2 separate regions of the Xenopus tropicalis genome follow, and region 1 is linked to region 2. A link is a contact called in public Hi-C data. All regions are on one chromosome and are shown on one strand. Each heading gives the region's core, a stretch centred on a gene start, on an enhancer-like site or on the middle of the called end of the contact. The rest is flanking DNA. Distances are from core to core; before and after follow the strand shown. Region 1 holds the start of calr3 (calreticulin). Region 2 overlaps ttc39a (tetratricopeptide repeat domain 39A).

Region 1 (5,007 bases), core at 1,379-3,878, 130 kb after region 2:
TGCAAGTCTCAGTTCCCCCAAGAGACCTGTTTAGTTTATTAGTTACAATTGTATCTAAGTGCAGCTATAGCTTGTTAAGATTTCTGGGCTCTCTGCCAAATGCTACTTTTTTTGTTTGTATCTTTTTTCAGTGCAGGAGATAAAAGGGAAATGAGGGACTTTTCAGTAAGAATTCAGGACTGTGGGTTGAACTGTTAAAAGATAAACTGTGAAAATCAGGACAGTTGGGAGGCATGTCTGTGACCATGGGACTGCTTCCTTTATAGTTAATAACACTGTTTAAAGAGGCAGTACACCCGCCCCAGTGATGTAACTATGTATTCAGCAGGACCCCGTACCATGGGGTCTGCTGTACCACAGTCCCTTGTCCCTGCCCCTTCTCCTACCTTTAAATATAGTGGTGCGGTCGGGGCTGCTAGGTGTGGTGTGGGAGGGGGGTTAGGATTGGTCGCCCCTAAGAGGATTTTTCTGCAGGGGGCCCAGAGCGATCAAGTTATGCCGCTGATCCTCCCCACTGTGATAAACAGGGTTTAAGCTGAACATACTTTTTGGCTATTCTAATTTTAAAAAAAATTGACTTTTTGTGATTTTTTTTCACTAAAGAAGGCAAATTTGGGATTAAGCAGTGGTCAGGTTAGGGTTCTCACAGAGCCTGCTGCCATCTGAGGTAGCACAAGATGCAACTGCATTCTCTACAGTAGCTACCAAAGGTGGATTTTTGCAGTTTGAGGCAACAGTGCCCCTGGTACCCCCTCTTCACCCCATGCTTTCTTCACTTGCACTTGAGTTCAGGAGGTTTTAGGGGTACTACCCCTTGTGCTGTCAGATACAGTATTGGGTAAGGTAAAAGCTGGGCAATTTGGCCATATAAGCCTTTTCAGAAATATGCTTCATTGATTTAATTATGGTAGGGAAAATTGCAAAGAGGGTTTCTAACCTCCATCCTCAAACTGTTCTTGAAAATATATTATGGGATCTGCAGACACTGCCACAAGTAATGCTCCCAAGAGTAAGAACCACCACATATCTGAAAAAGGGAAAACCAGTCACCTGTAGACAAGGAAAGAACAGATGGAATTATTCAAGATATGGATAATATGATACAGAAAGTGAATCCCAGGAAACCTTAGGATAAAGATGCACAGAATGCAGAAGCAAGTGTGCTCATATACTAAAGGTGCTTGAATGGAAAGTAAGATGTAAGTGGCAATGAATACATTAATCAATAAAAAATTTCTGACGCAGACCAAAACTGAGGGAATGTCAATGCAGTAAGATGCACAGGATAAAAGGATACAGAAAATTCAGAAAGACAGTAATTAGACAGTTAGTAGTAGACTATGCAGAAAGAATGTGAGTGCAGTGAATAGATAAACAGATATCAAAATGTATGATATACAGGATGGTTTAAAGGGTTATTCAGTAATAATGTGAGTGCATATGATACAAATACATACAACAGACTAATCAGGAAGATGATGAGTATTTTGACCAAGAAATTAAAAGTTAAGTAGATGAACAGGATACAAGAAAAAAGAAAGGAAAGAAGGACCCAAAAGTAAATGAATACTAAAGCGTTTGTGTCATGCAGGGAAATGTACAGATGTTATTTCAGTGAGTGCACGTTAAAGCAAAATCATGCAGAGAGAAGGGTTGGTATGAATGATTACACAGAGGGTGTACAGGATCAAAGGGGGTTTCACAAAGTGCATAACTACCACCTCTGGTTCCCTTCTGCGGTGAGAGAAGTGAAGTTAATATAGAGCAGTAAGTAAGTGCACAGGGTACTAAGTAGAAATGGAAGGAAGTGGCAAAAAGGGAATAGTATGAAACCATGGAAATATGTTTAATGAACACAGGCTGGGAGAGAGTAAGGTAAGAGAAGCGATTAGATGCATAGGATGCAGAGTGTAGGCATAGGGTGCATGTGTAGGGAAAGGCAGTGAGTGGATGCAAAGATGAATAGTGCAGATAAGTTATAGCTCATATAAACACTAGCTGAAGTGAGATCAGTGAGCAGATGTGCAGAATGCAGAGTATATATAGAATATGTCCACAGAGAAGATGATTTCAAAAAAGCTAGTGAGTGGATGCTATAATGTATATATAGTATAGACTATACCAAGGTGGGCACCAACATACAAACCGAGCAAACTGAGAGCCTGAATAGCAAAACGAAATGGAGGAGATATATTGAGAGTGATAAACTGAAGCACAGGGTGGAGAAATGTGGGGACATACACAAGATGAAGGCAGGATGGAGGAAACTCAATAGAGCGCAGAGAATGGAAGTTGTTATCCCTGGGCATACAGTGCCGGGAAGGTATGACACTGAGACGGGATGCAAACACAAGTTTTGGCTGAGCAGGGTACAAGCAACAGACTAATGCCCAATATATGTGCTATTCAATAGTTAGTTTACACGTGTGGTGACTGTGGGATTGCAAATTAAAGGGATAGGGTAAATGGATGTTATAGAAGTAGGTGCCCAGAAGATGCTGGGATACAGAATATACAGCAGAGTGTAGAATGAGGTGTAGAAGGATGAGATTAGTCACCTGTAGAAAGGACGCCAAAGATGAGACGCTCAGTGCCGGCAGCTTGTGCATATGCGAATCACAAATTACCCCTCAAACTGTGCCCAACACAGATGGCTCAGCCTGATTGGTCAGAAGAGCCCTGAGGCAGCCAACCAGCGCAGACCACGTGCTGGGAGGGGTCACAGGTGTGGGAAAGTGAGAGAGGCAAAGGGAGGTGGGGAGATCTGCAAGTGATTGTAATAATATATTCCCTGCACGATAAAAATCGACTTAATTATGCCAAAGTAATTAATGAGCAGCTTACAACTGAGGAAGCAGAATAGATAACAACGCTGGAAACAGGCATTTTGCAGATGAAATAAAACGTCTTTATTAAAAGCTTTTCAAACTGTTTTAATACCGGCGAATGTAAAAGTACATTTGACACGTCTTTGTAAAGCATGTTTGTTACTGTATGGGCGAACTTTATTCCACTTTTCCGCAGTTTCAGGCTATGGCTCTATTGCTAGCTCTGCGCATCCAGTCTACAAGCTTTTCTATTCCCACACAGGCAGGGCAACAGGCGATACTGAAGCTTTGCTCTGGCTCAGCATCTTCAGGTTGCTCCTAGTAACGCTCTGTACCACTCTCTGACGCACGCCGCCACGCCCTGAGTACTTCCCAGCCTTCTTCGCTCTAAGCCCCGCCCTATCCAGTGACGTTGACGCATGACTCCGAACGTCGTGTTGTTATTTCCCTGTTCCAAGATGGCATCTATCATGGAAGGACCTTTGAGCAAATGGACAAACGTGATGAAAGGCTGGCAGTACCGTTGGTTTGTGTTGGATTACAACGCCGGGCTGCTCTCCTATTATACGGTGAGAGCCGCTTTGCATGTTTCACGTGCTCTCTGGTGCTCCTCTCTAAATGTCTACCAGAAGATCTCGGGTGGGGACCGCGGAGCCGCCTAGCCGCAGCCAATCCATGGGCTAGTAACCTAACAACAGCCAATTGGTGCCCGCGCTATCGCTAGCGCTTCTCCAATGGCCGCGCACATCCGCGCTGGAACAGCTGTAGCCGCTGGCGTGTAGTTGTCATGTCTTACGTGCTTGATAGGATGTGAGAGAAAGCTCACACAGTGCCAGCAGAGGGGCTTTACACATCATACATCTTGTTAGCTTGCCATTTATAATGCTGATTTTGTTTGTATTAAACTTATTGATTGTGTGTTATAAGAAGTGTGACGTGGCTGTTTAACCAGAATGTTATATATTACAACAGTACATTTTAGAACCTGTTGTAATCCCTGTTTTTGTAGTTTGAAAGTGTAAATATTTCTTAAGAATGATCTTTTATTCGCAGTTTTATTGTTCATTAGAGTCAACAGTAGGAAAAGTAAGCTCATATGTGTAAAATGTGCCTTGTGTTCAGTAGAATTATCTATTGTCCTTTAGGATATAGCATGGATATATAAAGCAGCATGTTATAGCGATTGTTCAATATCAGTTCCTGACCGTGCACAGCTTACAATCTAATTCATCTATGGGGTATAATTAGCAGGGTTGGTTTTACCAGAAGAAACTTCATACATCTAATTCATGTGTTACAGTGCAACCTAGATTCTTTATATTTGTGAAACCTTAGTTTTTAAGTTTTCCCAAATTTTACATTGTTTTCCTGTAGTCCCACCAGTTTATAATGCATAATGCATTTCCGTGATTCATTTCTGGTCGCCTGAAAAATGTAAAATGGGGGTTCCAATCTGTGTGTGTGTGTGCACACACACACATGCACATCAGAGCCAGGAAATAAATGTCAATTGTCTGGCTGAAAGTTTTTGTTGGAGTAAAAAAACAGATGAATTGGAATCTTGATAGTTTACTTACAGTCGGTGCTGAGTGAGTTAATGCAATACAATAGACTGTCTGTCAACAGAATGACCCTGCTGTAATAGTCTGCTTGCATTTTATATGAAGAGCTCTTTCTGAATCAGGGATCATTACTGAAATAGTTTTAAGTGGTGCTGGAACATTATGATTACCATAATGCTTGTGCCTAAATATACAGTAAGCTTAAAATATGAAAAAACATTTTTGATTGTTTTAAAAGACTAAGGGCTCTGGCACATGGGGAGATTAGTCGCCCGTGACTAATCTCCCCGAACTACAATCCCTCCATAAAATTTCGGCAAATTGGCAAAAATGCCTCGCGAGGCAACTTTGGCGATTTGCCGAAATTGCATGCGCAGCGTGTGCCATCCCACCGGCAACTTACATTTTCGCTGGTGGGATGGTAGTTCGGGGAGATTAGTCGCCCGCGAACAGGGAGATTTGTCGCGGGCGACTAATCTCCCCGTGTGCCAGAGCCCTAAAAAGTCTCTTTCCCATGTATATTGGTTTAGATTACCATTTGCTATACAACTTTCTAGTTGTCTAAATAATTATTTAAATGACACCACCTGGTATGTGCCAGCTTACTTTCCAGCTTT
Region 2 (4,596 bases), core at 998-3,497:
CGTAAAAACGCGAGTTTTTCGTATCCATTACGAAAGTTGCGTAAAAAGTTGGGCATTTTTCGTAGCATTAAAACTTACGCGAAAAGTTGCGCATTTTTCGTAGCGTTAAAACTTAACGCTACGAAAAATGAGCAACTTTTCGCGTAAGTTTTAACGCTACGAAAAATGCGCAACTTTTCGCGTAAGTTTTAACGCTACGAAAAATGAGCAACTTTTCGCGTAAGTTTTAACGCTACGAAAAATGCGCAACTTTTCGCGTAAGTTTTAACGCTACGAAAAATGCGCAACTTTTTACGCAACTTTCGTAATGGATAGGAAAACTCGCGTTTTTACGCAAAAATCGTATTGGTAACGAAAAATTCGTAAAGAATCCGAAAAAATCGCAAAACATACGAAAAAATCGCAAAATACCGATCATTACGAAAAAAACGCAATCGGACTCCATTCGACCCGTTCGTGGGTAAGTAAATCAGCCCCTTAGTCTATGCTGTGAACTATGCACAAAACCATTAACTCTTCTATATATCCATGCTTGGTTTACAATATAGGTTGTGCCTGTTAAGAGAAACTTATAAAATATATAAGGCATTTGGGATTTAATTAATGTATATCAAACAGAGAGATTAGCAGGTACTATTTTGGTAATGGCAAGAGAAGGATTTGCTCTCTTTGGGAGCCTAACAGATTAAATATGCCTAACTTTTACTGTGATTGGTGTAGCAAACTTATTTAACCAGATCTGTACCTTTGGGTATCGCTTTAGATATGGTTCCAAGAGCTTTTCTGCTTCCTCAATGTTTCCACTGCCTGTCCCTGTAAATTAAAATCAAAGGAATTTTTAGATATTGTGGATTCTTAACCATTTTACAGCTTAGCCTCTTGCATTTCGGTTACTATAGTGATTATTAAATCCATGAAGTTAAGTATCACTCACCAAGCACAAACCTCAGGAAAGTGTGATAACACAGGAGCAGAAGGGTGCAGAGTAGGGCCCGGAAACTGTGCACTGTGGTTCCCTCCTGCAGTTGTGACAACCCATAATCCTGGATACATAAAATACATCATAAACTGAAACAATCTGAGACCTGCCACAATACAAAGCATGGTTGTTTTCAAAGGCTGTGACTAATGTGGGTTAGGTGTGCTGGGTTTACTTGGATGGGTTGAACTTGATGGACACAGGTCTTTTTTCAACCCTATGTAACTATGTAACTATGTAATACATGCACAGTTTGGGCCTCTGTGTACTTGAAACGCCAGGGCTAATTTTGATTTAGTTTTCATTTTTTACTGGGTAATACTTCTATAAATATCAGTGGTTGTCAAATACAGAAAAAATAGGGGAGGAGTTGTTTTTTTAAAATCTTTTTTAAAAACTAAGTAAGCTTTATCAGAAAGGTCTATGTAAATAGAACCATAGAACTCACAGAAACGCTGCACTGACTTCTCTTTCAAAAGAAACAGGATTTATTGTCTCTTTGTTTTCCTGTGCCAGAGTCTGCTCAGCTCTTTCTCCTCTTCTGCTCCCCCCTCCCTCAAGAATGCTAAGAACTCCCTCCCCCCTTAGGAATGTGTGATCTGAGCCAATCAGCAGGAAGCTTCCTCATAGTCTAATAACTGCCCATGTGCACTGGTCTTGGTCTTGGTGTAGGAGCAAGTCATTATGGGAATTTTCTTTACAGAGCTCAGCTTTTTTTTTCCTATGAGGCTTCTGGTCATCTGAATGGGAGAAATATGGGGAGACTTAAGGGCACTATTGAGAGGACTGAAGGTATGCCTGCAGCTTGAGATTAACTCTTTATTAGCCTTGTATTAGCCTTTCCTTCTCCTTTAAAGTATGTAGCCTGACATACATATATAATTTGCTCGCTTTATTATCTTGCAAGGCTCATGGTTCTACAAGAAACATACTGTATGGCATATTGAATGGAAAAACATTTTGATTGGCATACTAGTGGTAATGTAGGGAAACCACATTCCAAAATGATCTAGAGAAGCAGAAGGTAGCAATACACCAGCAGAAGTTTACAGTTATCTAAATATTTAGCATGAACTCAAGAGCCGTTTTGACTAAAGCTGGAATAACCAGTAAAATAAAACTTGAACTACCAGGGCAGAAACAGAGAATAATTTGCCGAATAGTATTTAAAGATTCCATCACAACCAGTTCCTGTTTCAGTCTGTTCAGTTGCATAATATCAAAAGGCTGCAAACTGAACTAACTGGCTGGACTGAATTCCTTCTCAGCTGAAACACTGTGACTTGCATTTTATATTACCTTTATAACCAGATGTTGTTTACACTCTGCAGCCAGAGTAAAACTGATGTGTGGGAAGGTCTTAACAACTACTGATTAATAAAATGTACCCAATATGTGTATCTGTGTGCAAACATTATGGATTCCAAACAGTCTCAGATCTCTCTATTTCTTGTTAATGAGAACAGGGGATGACTCAGGAAAAACAAGTGGAAAATAAATGAGATAACAATAATACCTCACAATAATACCCAATATGTGTATCTGTGTGCAAACATCATGGATTCCAAACAATCTCAGATCTCTCTATTTCTTGTTAATGAGAACAGGGGATGACTCAGGAAAAACAAGTGGAAAATGAATGAGGTAACAATAATACATCACTGATGACCTTTATGGCTAAAAAAAGCTGAGTAGCTACAAAGAACACTGCCTGTGGTTGCCACTCCTACGATCTGTCTTTAATCGTCAGGTTTCAGTGCAGTTTCTATAGTTATTGTATTTATTCTTATCTAGCGTTACCATTTTTACAATCGTAAAATCAAAACTCTGATAATTAAGGCATAAAGATATTAAAATAACAACACAAGGTCACGGCACTAAAACTGAAACATTATCATGACTTGATCAGTGAATTACTCCATCTCTACCTTTGTTCTCTATATGCAAAGCAATGTCACTGCTTTATACATATAATATATATATACCTATTATTTGTAAACGTTATACATATAATATGCACAGAATCTAGTAACAGAAACAGGTTGTTCAAGGTTCATTAACCTTCAGTAACCAACTAGATATTTGATTTCAATAGCAGACCAGTAAATCAGTGCCACCTATCCTGTGGATTAAAAGAGACAAGTTGACTACAAGAAGAACCCAAGACTGTCTGACAAAACTGACCCCCAAAGTGGCAGTTCTTGTCCAGATGATCAGTCTGAAATATGCCAAACTGACCACATATAAGCAAGTATGGCCACATTTAGGCTCATGGCACATCACATGTTTCCTCCATCATTATATTTCAGGGAAGCACCAAAACTGCTGCTTGGGTGAAAAAAAGTGCAGCAAAGTTATTGCACAATGCATACGTATGTAAGGCAGATTTTTTTCTAAGACGAACACTTGAGTTTTTACCTTATTTCCTGAAAATCCAACAAATTCTAGTAGCCGTAAAATTCTTGTAGGCAACATAGAGATGGTCTGTGATGATAAAAATGAGAGACATAAGGACATTTCAAGATTTTAAGAATTGTATTGCTGAGCATTCCAAAGCAAATGGCTTATGGCAGAATTATATTAACCATTAAGGGACTGTATTACCTTTTTTTTAATTAAAAAATAAAAACATGAAGTGTTGGTTTAACTGCTGAAGAATAGGAGCTGTCTTGTTGAAGAGTTTTAAACAGCAATGTCTCATCATCATCATCAATCTGTAGCACAAACCACTGAGTGGCACTATATTAAATATGGTAAATACAGAAAACATTGTTTTTTTTACCAATGCTAATAAGTGAAAGAAAGAAATCTTACTTTAGAGTGATATTGAGACTTTCTGTTTTGTAAATGAAATGTGCTACAATCACCTTGAAAGGCAAGGTAACACTTGCCACCCCAACTACTTACCTGTTTAGGCCAATGCCACACAGGGCTTATTCTTGGCCTGCAGATAAACGCAAGCCCGATGCTGGTAACAGCCTTTTCATATACCCAGAACCATTGTATCAGCCCAGGTGCAGGCACATGAAGCAGATTTCAGCACCAAAATGCATACTTGTACCAAAATCCCTTCTATGTGCCTGCACCCAGGCCAACACAATGGTTCCAGGTGTAGGCACAGGGAAAGGCTGATGCCAGCATCAGAACTGATTCTCAACCTGCATTTATCACAGGCCAAAAATAAGCCCAGTGTGGCATTAGCCATAGGGGCTGCAGCAAAATATTCTCCCCTGTGTATTACACATCTGCTATAATAGCAGTATTTTCCACATACTAAATGGAAAATCTTTGGTGCTATCTATTATAATAATCCATAAAAATTAGTTGTAATAAACATTAGTAGCAAAAAAAAAAGCAAACTGCTTTTATACAAAGCAATAACCCCACTATGTAAGCATGCACCCTTTCTATCTACCATTGTCACTGAGAATTTCTCTTTCCTTTCATCACGCGAAATATAAAGCTTTGTTTCGGCTATGTTTGGGCTACTTGTCCCATAATGCACTGTAAAAGGTTAGCTCATATTATGGCAGCAATATAGGCAGGAGCCTAGTAACATTCTGTTTCTGACACACCCATGTTAGAGTCTTTTATCACTAATGTGCAGGAAAACTATT

Evidence for each region. Hi-C and Micro-C count contacts between places; a contact is called where the count stands out from the background.
Region 1: a Hi-C map of gastrula embryo shows a contact between it and region 2, with 1.8 times the contacts expected there. The contact joins the promoter of calr3 here to the enhancer-like site in region 2. A contact is called at or near these places in 2 of 5 Hi-C or Micro-C datasets (gastrula embryo and neurula embryo).

What each region holds. Positions count from the first base shown.
Region 1 is chr4:96,345,405-96,350,411 of UCB_Xtro_10.0, forward strand. calr3 (calreticulin) reads right to left here and starts at 2,629. Exons shown (of 10, transcript XM_031900951.1): 1 at 2,559-2,629; 2 at 938-1,050. The coding sequence starts at 1,025. osbpl9 (oxysterol binding protein like 9) reads left to right here and starts at 3,252. Exons shown (of 24, transcript NM_001078816.1): 1 at 3,252-3,397. The coding sequence starts at 3,287.
Region 2 is chr4:96,218,089-96,222,684 of UCB_Xtro_10.0, forward strand. It overlaps ttc39a (tetratricopeptide repeat domain 39A), which reads right to left. Exons shown (of 18, transcript NM_001016774.2): 8 at 3,398-3,463; 9 at 935-1,043; 10 at 746-813. Among named protein-coding and RNA genes, the nearest start is that of ttc39a, 27 kb to the right of the region's middle. Within about 2 kb of position 2,248, at least 1 of the 11 cell types and tissues checked has an H3K27ac peak or open chromatin away from gene starts, as enhancers often do. A contact at or near this core is called in gastrula embryo, where this site is marked.